2 separate regions of the Mus musculus genome follow, and region 1 is linked to region 2. A link is a contact called in public Hi-C data. All regions are on one chromosome and are shown on one strand. Each heading gives the region's core, a stretch centred on a gene start, on an enhancer-like site or on the middle of the called end of the contact. The rest is flanking DNA. Distances are from core to core; before and after follow the strand shown. Region 1 overlaps Gm44812. Region 2 has its middle 7.8 kb from the start of Gm29683.

Region 1 (4,935 bases), core at 1,686-4,185, 180 kb before region 2:
AGGTGCCAAGTCAAGGTGGAGCCTGCCCAGTCAAGTTCCCATGAATCTTGGATGGTGCGAGCTAATGGCAATCCCTCTTTAATCTCCAGCTGATGTCAGCAGATGAACCCTTCTTAACTCAAAGGAGGTCCCTCAAACAAAACAACCTGTTTACCCTTAAGCTTGCAAATCCCCCAAATATTTCTGGGGAGAAATGAATATGCCCCACACTCATCATTCTATCAAAACAGAACAGCTAATTCTTCTTCAGGTATTATAACTGATAAAGCCGAATGGGACCGAGGGCTTATCTTCTACCCAAGCATTGTCTTAAAGATCTGGTTGATTAGATAAATGTTGACATTCTAGATCTTACAGCTCTGAGGTAAATCGTAGAAGCTCTCCCCTTCTCTGAAAGCGTGTTCCCCGCTTCATGGAACATTTCCAGGCAGGGTTCGGGGTAGGGATCACAGGTGCAGTGCTTGCCTTGAACGTTGGAGGTTCTAGTTCAAGCCTCCTAGATAAGTAAATTAATAAACCAGCAAAAATTATTTCTCACTATGAACAGGGGGAGATAAACAAATAGAGCAGTAAGAAACCACAAAAAAGTGTTTTAAGTATAAAGTGTCAGATAAAAGAATATCACTTAGAAATAAATTTTAGGTAAGACAAAATTAGAAATGGTAAAGGATGGGTATCCATCACTAAAACACACATACGTACATATATGGCATGTGACATGGGGGAACAGTACATAATCTTATGTGAAGCCCACGGGAGCTTGTAAGGTAGGGATGTAGGAAGTGAGGACTCTTGGAAGACAAGATTCACATGTTCCAAGATGTACATATTTTCTTAGAGGTGAGTCCTGGAATCCCGTGCAGTTGGACCTCCCATCTGCGGAGACTGCAGAGGATTCTCTAGTCTTAAGAGGAAAAGGCAGAAAGCGTGAGGGAGAAGTTGATTTTTGTCAAGCCCATTTTATTCTCCAGGCTTCTCTGCAAAACAATTTCAAGGGCTAGCGAGATGGTTCTGTGGGTAAAGTCACCTGCCATCAAGAGTGGCAACTTTAAGTCAGATCTATGGAACCTGCATGATAGTATGAGACTTCTGCAAGTTGTCCTCTGATCGGTATACATGTGCTGTGATATGCTTGTGACACCCTACAAACACACACACACACACACACACACACACAAACACACACACACAAGCACACACACACACTCACAAGGAGGAGGAGTAAATAAAAAATATTAAAACATTTTAAATAGCAATAATTTTAAACTCTTCACAATAAGGAAAGCCACACCTCCTCCTCCTCCTCCTCCTCCTCCTCCTCCTCCTCCTCCTCCTCCTCCTCCTCCTCCTCCTCCTTCTTCTTCTTTTTGGGTTTTTTTGTTTGTTTGGGTTTTTTTTTTGTTTTTGTTTTTGTTTTTTTGTTTTTTTTTCGACACAGGGTTTCTCTGTATAGCCATGGCTGTCCTGGAACTCACTCTGTAGACCAGGCTGGCCTCGAACTCAGAAATCCGCCTGCCTCTGCCTCCCGAGTGCTGGCACGCCTACTTCTTATCTTTTTACAGGTTTCTTACCAAGTGTCCAGTAGACCAAGGACAATCTTGCAGACTGAAAAAGAAAATAGAAATATCTTGGATCACAAAGAAATTAAGTTGCTTGGTGGGTGATATTTTTATCCCGCCCCACCCTGCCTACTGCCATCCCTGAATTCTCTTCAGCCTTGTTTCTGTTGCCTGCCTGTCTGACCTGTTTGGTCCTCTCTCCCTGTTGTTTGCCTCACAGTTCTAACTTACGACACACCTCTGAACTCTGAGACATTGTCCCTGGAGCAGATCATGACCTCTGTCTTCTGTTTGTCCCTCTGATCCCTAAAGAAATAATAATCTGATGTTTACCTTGGCCCTAGCTGACCATAGATCATTAGACCAAAGGTAGGCAAGATCCTGATCCCAGGGTTGCATAGTTTTGGTGACTGTGCATGAAGAATAAGCTGAGCTTAATCTGTCTTTATTCCACATTCTATTACCTGGGTCTTCAGTGGAGCAAAACAAGACAGGAGCCCTACATTTTTGTTGCAAGATGGCCCCAACTAAGAAGTGTTGTAGAGAAATATTGAATATAGAGGTATTTCTCAACCATCTCTGTGCTACCAACAAAAATATTCAAATTTCTGTGTTTCAGAATTATTTCTAGATGTTCTGGTGTACACTTAAAGTTATATTCTTAAAAAGAGAAATGCTCCCTGTTTTGGCCGGTTCAGATTCCTCTACTGCTAACAATAGGACAGCAGAGAGGTGACTGAGCGTGACGGATATGGAGCTCACAAAGCTTGATCTTCAGGACCTCTGTGTGCACGTTCCTTCCCGTGGCCTCACCAGGGCCTACCAACTCTGTTTTCACCATCTTTAATTTTGTTTGATTAAAAGTAGCCCTCAGGCTCTGGGGTGATAGTTCAGTCTGAAATGTGTTTGCTGTACAAACAGGAGAACCTGAGTTCAATGCCCTGAATCCAGGTGAAAAGCCAGACACAGTCAATCGTTAATGCTTGAACTCTTGGCGTGGGAGAGAATCTCAGGGGCTCGCTGGTCGGTCAGTCTAGCTAATGGGTAAGCTTCAGGTTCAGTGAGAGACTCTGCCTCAAAACATAAAATGGAGAGTCATTGAGGAAGACACTGGGGAGAACACACGCACACACAAGCACAGATACACACATTGAGTGAAGTATTTCCATAAATTATATACTTGTTAAGACAACAAAGCTGTCTCTAGGATAGAAAATGAATTCTGAGTCCTTATCCTTATCTTATGATTAGAGGATGTGCCAGCAGGTAGCAACAATGATTCCCAGTGGTATAAGTAAAGGGTCGGAGTCATCTAGTCCATCCCAAGAGAAGCTAGGCAAGATTTTACAAAGTATGGTGAGTCACCTGTTGACATAACCCAAAGTTATGAACGGTGACCAAATCGAATCGACCTTTCATGCATCACTTCAACATTGCTCAACTGAGTGTTGATTTTTGTCAATCTGTTTTAACTGAATCTCTACATTTATCTCAGATTTGTACTTGTAGGAGAGACATAAGCTTAAGAAATGTTTGCCCACTTTGGAGTTTTCCCATACTTAGGAAACATTAAAATGTGAAATTAATCAAATTTCAAAAACCCTTTCAAAAGAAGGAGGAGCTAAGGAAGAGGGCTAAGGTCAGTTGATAGATCACTGGCCCAGCATCTGGGAAGCCCTGGCATTTGGGATCACTGGCCCAGCATCTGGGAAGCCCTGGCATTTGGGAGCACTGGCCCAGCATCTGGGAAGCCCTGGGTCTGATCCCCAGGACTATAAACCAGCACTGTCTGTTATCCCACCATGTATGAGGTGAAGGCAGGAGGATCCGGGTCACCCTCAGCTACACAGTGAGTTAAATGTGAGCCAACCTGAGCTATATAAACCTCTACCTCAAAAAAATAAAATAAAATAAAATAAAGTGTTGGAAAGAACGAAAAGGAGAAGGGCTGTCAAACCCACTGACAATATGTTCAAAGCCTAACAACCTCAAGTTCCTATCATCTTTAGTTTACATGCCTCAGAGCTAGCCTGTGCTATTGCCTTAACACAACACAATAAGATCATCCTAAACAATAGCGTTCACTGTATTCCCAGCCCCTATATTTGCCAGGCACGTGTGCTTGGGTGTGAGAACTCTGGCCAAGTGTTTGCTATAGTCTCCAAGAAGGGTGATAACAAAGTCACAGATACTCAAAGCAGGACTCACAAGTATTCAACCAAATAAATGAAATCATACACTTTACTTTTCTCATTGCTGAGACTTAATACCTGACAAGGAGCAGCTTCAAGGAGGAAGGTTTATTCCAGTCCACAGGACTATGAGGTAGCTGGTCACATTGCATGCACACTCTGGAAGCAGAAAGCAGCAGACAGAACGTGATGCCGGGCTCAAAACCTTCAAGGCATGTCCTGTCCACAGTGGCCCACTTCCTCCAGTGAGGCTCCACCTCCTAAAAATCTTCCATGACCTCCCAAAGCCACACCAGGAGCTAGAGACCAAGTCCAACAACACAAGTGTCTGAGGGACAGCTCCCATTCAAACCAGTTAAAAACCTTTCCCACAGTGTGGGAGGCTGATGACATGTTCACAATTATGCTTTTCTTTAAGATGAAAATAACTCTGGGGATAGCTTTGCTACGCTAATGCCAGAAAATGTTTCATGTTCCACATTCCAATTGGCATGCTCCTCAACCAACTCCCTTCTCAGTTTAGCTTCCCAGCTACTCCTGGGAAACCAACTAATTCTTAATATCGGAACAAACAAAGCAGAATTAGGAAGGCACATTTCTAAGGGAGAGAAATCAGGCAGCCGAGTCCCAAGCCAGTTTACAGGATTTTTTTTTTTTTGCTACTTTTCTTTTTTCTTTTTTTTCCCTTTTAATTAGGTATTTTCCTCATTTACATTTTCAATGCTATCCCAAAGGTCCCCCATACCCACCCACCCCCATCCCCTACCCACCCACTCCCCCTTTTTGGCCCTGGCGTTCCCCTGTACTGGGGCATATAAAGTTTGCAAGTCCAATGGGCCTCTCTTTGCAGTGATGGCTGACTAGGCCATCTTTTGATACATATGCAGCTAAAGACAAGAGCTCCCGGGTACTGGTTAGTTCATATTGTTGTTCCACCTATAGAGTTGCAGTTCCCTTTAGCTCCTTGGGTAATTTCTCTACCTCCTCCATTAGGGGCCATGTGACCCATCCAATAGCTGACTGTGATCATCCACTTCTGTGTTTGCTAGGCCCCGGCATAGTCTCACAAGAGAGAGCTATAACTGGGTCCTTTCAGCGAAATCTTGCTAGTGTATGGAATGGTGTCAGCATTTGGAAGCTGATTATGGGATGGATCCCTGCATATGGCAGTCACTAGATGGTCC
Region 2 (4,882 bases), core at 408-2,907:
TAAACAGGGTCTTAGGCCTCTGAAGTTCGGTAAGTCCCTCCTATTTCTTCCTAGTTTAGCTGGAGAGATCTGATAGAAAGTGAAGAGAGGGTCGGAGGCAGCGTGGGCATCCCTTGTGCTCTGGCAGAGAGAATAGGAGACCCCCATGCGGGAATTGATGGGGACAAGGAAAGGGAAACCCCGACCTGCTAGTGGGGCGGATGCTTCCCTCTACAGCCTGAGACTTCCCGTGGCTCTCGCCTTGCGCCTAGCTTCGTCAGGCAAGCCTTGTTAATAACGCCCAGGCTCGATGGCCCCCGCCCTCCCCATCTCTCCACGCTTCATCCCTCTGCCTTACCACCCCCCTCCCCACCTCTTCCTTCCTTCCTGCAAATGGGTGTTAACGTGGGTCTTTATGTTCTGTCTATAACTAGGATGTAATCACGCGCCCCATGCCTCTCTCTAAAAGCATTTAATAAATGTCTATTAAAGCGCTACAAATGTAAGATGAATTTAGTGGCGCGGCTGCCTCCCTGAATCCAAACGGTAATGATGGATTTATCAACGGGGATTCGCCTTCAGCACAGCGAGGGAGGTTTACTCAGCAAATACGTCGGCGAGCACCCACCCAAATACAATCATTTGACCCCCTGCGGGCGTTAGCCGCTGTGTCCCTTCCCAAAGCTAGGCAGGCAGGTCAGGGTCGTCGGGGCCAACTCAGACCCAGGAGGACCAGAGGGGAGGTCTCATCCATCTCCTGGTGTCTAAATCCCTCCTCCTCTGTCAAAGGCCTTGGATCTTCCTCTCTTGGAGAGTGTGTAGGTACCTGGCCTACAGATTTACAGGTGGGGAGCAAAGGTTCTAAGGGCAGAATGAAGTGTGACATCACTGAGTGCTCCAGCATCCTTCTTGGTTTGGCAGAGATAGCGATTGCTCCTGAGTCTGCAATTGTGTAGCTTAAATGTTCTGGCTTTGACTAGATTCTCAAGGCCTGGGATGCTGTCTGACTGAGTTAGGGCACAGCTCTAGGACAGATGCCTCTGGTCTTCAGGCCTCCGGAGAGGCGAGTATGTCTATCCACCTTACCTCACACTCCTTAATCCCACTAAGACCAACCAGAGGTAGCCTTCAAGAGTGGGGCAAAACTTCTAGACCTTTTCCTCTAACCTGATCCTGTTCCTCACAACCTGACCCTGCCTTGTCCACCTGGTCATTTAAAGTTCTCTGGACCATGGATTTTCAGAAATTGGTTTGGGTTGTGATCTTTAACACCCACGGTCCCATGAACTACTATATTTTTATTCTTTTTCTTTTCTTTTCTTTTTGTCTTTTCTCTTCCTCCCCCACCCCCTTTTTTCCGAGGAGGGGTTAGTGCTGGCCTGTTCCATCAAGCCCAGTTCGCATTTGCGTTGGCTTCTGAATTCTCTTTCTTCTTTGGAAATTTCATTGAGATGTCTCTGTACTCCGCTTGTCAGTTATCTTTGTTCCTCTTAAATAAAGGGCTTTTAAATGGACTTATTGCTCCCAGCGTGGGTTCCTCTCTCTAAATGTTAGAAAATTGTGCCATCTACCCGCTATGCCGAGTACTGTCACACTTGGAGACCTTGGGGACCTCCGGACTGGCTTCAATGCTGCAGTGTCAGGGGCCGCTGCGGGCAGCAGGAGGAGGGGCGGCTCACGTGGATTTTTACAGCTCTCCGCCTGCAGCCAGCCCTCGTGGCCGCGACAGGGCATGGCCCGCGATGCGCGGAGCCTCCTGCTTTCTGGCGGCCAGGAACTTGGCTGCAGCGCTTGATCCCGGACCAAATCGCAGGCGTGGCGCCGGGGCTCTTCCCTTCTTCGTGAAGCTGTTGCCGGAGGAGGCACCTGGGTTGGCTTTAGACTGGGACAGCCACTATGGGTCACGGATAACAGAGGACAATGGGGCGAATAGGGCCTGTCCGGGAGGGGCAGAAGGAGGCTGTCGCAGCGCTGTTAAAGAGCTCTCGGCAACGGCAACGTCTGCATGGAGACTGAAGCCGGAGGAGAGCAAGAGCGGCTGAATGCCTTCCCACGGCTCTTGGCCAGAGAACTCCTGGCCCCGTAGTTGGGATACAACTTTCAAATTTGTTCTAGTCCTGTTCGAGAAAGGGCAGAACTTTCCTTAAGTGGAATGCGGTTTTGATGGAACGCTTCAGAACAAGTCAGGTGTATGGTGTGGGGTCTCCTCGCCATGACCCCTCCGGAGTAAAACACCACCCACAACCGCAGGTTATTTTGAATGAGTTAAAATGGATTAACAGTTTAAATTTTATTATGTAGCTACCCCTTTCAGATCTCCCCCCCCCCAATTTAACCCATTAGGGGTATTAGCTATGTTTTTTCCTTCCAAGTGTCAGTTGAGTATTTATGCTTTTGCAGAGGGGGAAAATCTTCGATACGGCGTATGGCTTTTATTACATGTTTCACACTGTTCAAGAAATGGAGTTTTAAGCAACATACAATTAAATCTATATTGCTGTTTGGAGGAGGGCCAAGGAACTCGGCAATCAATTAGTTTAGATCTTTTGATACTTGTTGCTAAAATACAAGTATAAAACTACAACCTTCAGGGCTAGCTGCTCCCCTCCTTTTAACAAGAAAGCAGGCTAGTTAGGAATGTCAGAAGGAATGGCAGTTGCTCTTGCCTCCAGTTTATCCTTTGAATTCTTCAGTGATACTCACAGATTTTTTTTTCTACTTCCTCCTTGCCTTCCCAACAGTTTCTTGTCTCCTGTTTTTAGCTTTGTTTTAGGATTTTGTTAATAAATTTACTTTTTAATTGTATTATTTACAAGTGACTTTTTCACTCATTACTTTCTTTTTCTTCTCCTGTAGCCTTACACCCAAGAAGGAAAACGGCTTAATATCTACCAAAGTACACTGTTTTCCCAACAAAGGCAAATTTTATTCTTTACAGCCAGTGCAGGGGGGGGGTCTCTCTTGTTTCTTTCTTTCTCTCTATCTCTCTCTCAAACAAAATAAAACAAAACAAACCCCACTATTTCATTAGTAATCATTTACATGGAGCAGAAACTGCTGCTTCTGTCAAAGTGTCACCATTTATGTCCCTGCCTGTCTCTGGGGCAGTCCCTTAGGCTATTGGTACTCTTTTTTGGCCTCCCTGCTTCGTGAGAATAAAGGAGTGAATATCTAGCCCAGAAGACAAAGAGGGGAGCCTATGGGGTCTCCATAGCCCATAAGTGGCTGCAAAGGCAGAGAGAGAGTTCTGGAAAGAGGGGTGCTGATATATTTTTAAAACCTTTCCCCTCAGCATGGTCTCAGCTCCCCCCATCCCCCACCCCCGCTTGTAGGGGTGGGGTCTAGGACAAAAAGTCCATCTCCACCTCTGTCCCCTTCACCAGCCAATGATAGCCAAACTATCACCTCCTCCAGCATGGGGTGTTTAGAATATCCCTTTCTTTCCAAAAAGGTTCAGAACCCGGTGAAGTGTCTGGGCAGAGTGGAGTGCCCCTAATAGCCTTCAGAAGTGTCACTTTTCTTCCCAGGAAGTGAAGACTCCGTGACAGGTGGGTCGTTTGCTTAGACCTAGGGCACAAGCCTGGCAGGTCACGGCTCCCTGCTCCAGTAGGCTCCCCACTGATATGACCATGAAAAAAACTTCTGCCCTAATTGCTAGAAGGTCTGGGAAACATTTTCTCTGCGCTAATTTTATATTTCCCCTTTCCCCCTTCCAACATTAAACATAATTTTGCGCTGTCAGTGTCACTAAGATTGCGGTTTGCTGATGTCTCTACTTGGAAACACGACCTCCTCGCCTCCAATAAGGAGTCACTGCCTCCCCATCAGGAACTTCTGGGGTTTTGTGACAACGCAGAGAAGAAAGGGAGGGGAGAGGGAGAGAATGAACAAGGTAGTAAAGACAGTCCGAGGTCCAAGATTCCAATGCCTCTTAGCCTGTGATGGAAGTAGAAATGTTCGGTTGTTAGCTTATTTGTTTAATAAAATCCATCCCCCCTCGTGTGTGTGTGTGTGTGTGTGTGTAAAACAGAGAACCACTTTTAAGAATTTCCTGTTGTATTCCAGTTTGTTTGTTTTTGTCCTCTCTCTTCATCGGCTGTCTCTCTTCTTTACCAACACCACCTGGACCCACTAAGTTCCTCTGGCCAGGCAGAAATTCTCTGACCCAGTGGTAGTGCTCCTAGACATAAAAATCCATTTTGTTCCTTACGTGGTTTCACTGAGGGCCTGTTCTCTGAATCCTTTGGTGACTGACTAGAGCCGAAAGGATAAAGTGACTCGGAATTTCCTTGGCTTTGTGCATCCCACCATCCAGGAAAAGGCACTGAGCTAGAACACAGACAGGTTTGGTTTGCTCTCCGCTCTGCTCTGGACTGCAGGACTGGTAGCTGTGTACTTGTTTTTCTTTTCATTGCAAAGAGCTGCTAGTTGCTCTCTGCTGTCTGTATCAGTAACTCAGAGCTACTTTGTACCAAGGCTGGTGGGTTTCAGAGTGATTATCTCATTTCCCTGGTGCAGAGAGAAGCTGCTGGCAGCCCCTGGGTCAGACTTTCAGTGGAGAGCCCATGTCAGGGACCCAACCCGAAGGTTAATTTCCTCTCATTAGCATCTCCATAGTCTGCTCGGATTCGGGCTGTTTGCTGTTTTCTCTAAGCTTAGCATTACTGGTATATTCATATTCATATTCTCTCTCTCCCTCCCTCCTCCCCCTCTCCCTTCCTCCCCACCACCAACTCCATTTCCTGAAAACCCATTTCATCAGTTTCCAACCAATTTGCCTATTTTTATCCAGGAGCCACCTTCCACTGTCCATCTTTCTTCACCATACACATTATTTACAAACATATTCTGGTTGATCTGAGCTAGGTCCTTCTCCCCTTTTCTACTTTCCCTCCCTCCTCCC

Evidence for each region. Hi-C and Micro-C count contacts between places; a contact is called where the count stands out from the background.
Region 1: a contact with region 2 is called in a Hi-C map of liver, with 4 times the contacts expected there. The contact joins two enhancer-like sites. A contact is called at or near these places in 3 of 484 Hi-C or Micro-C datasets (all in liver), 4 of 115 datasets of contacts at active chromatin or transcription factors (hepatocytes, liver, pancreatic cancer cells and 1 more) and 1 of 9 other capture datasets (adipose tissue).

What each region holds. Positions count from the first base shown.
Region 1 is chr7:70,522,506-70,527,440 of GRCm38.p6, reverse strand. It overlaps Gm44812, which reads right to left. Exons shown (of 7, transcript XM_030243182.1): 3 at 3,830-3,910; 4 at 1,572-1,605. Among named protein-coding and RNA genes, the nearest start is that of Gm44812, 16 kb to the right of the region's middle. Within about 2 kb of position 2,935, at least 5 of the 459 cell types and tissues checked have an H3K27ac peak or open chromatin away from gene starts, as enhancers often do. A contact at or near this core is called in hepatocytes and liver, where this site is marked.
Region 2 is chr7:70,343,151-70,348,032 of GRCm38.p6, reverse strand. No RefSeq gene overlaps it. Among named protein-coding and RNA genes, the nearest start is that of Gm29683, 7.8 kb to the right of the region's middle. Within about 2 kb of position 1,657, at least 70 of the 459 cell types and tissues checked have an H3K27ac peak or open chromatin away from gene starts, as enhancers often do. A contact at or near this core is called in hepatocytes and liver, where this site is marked.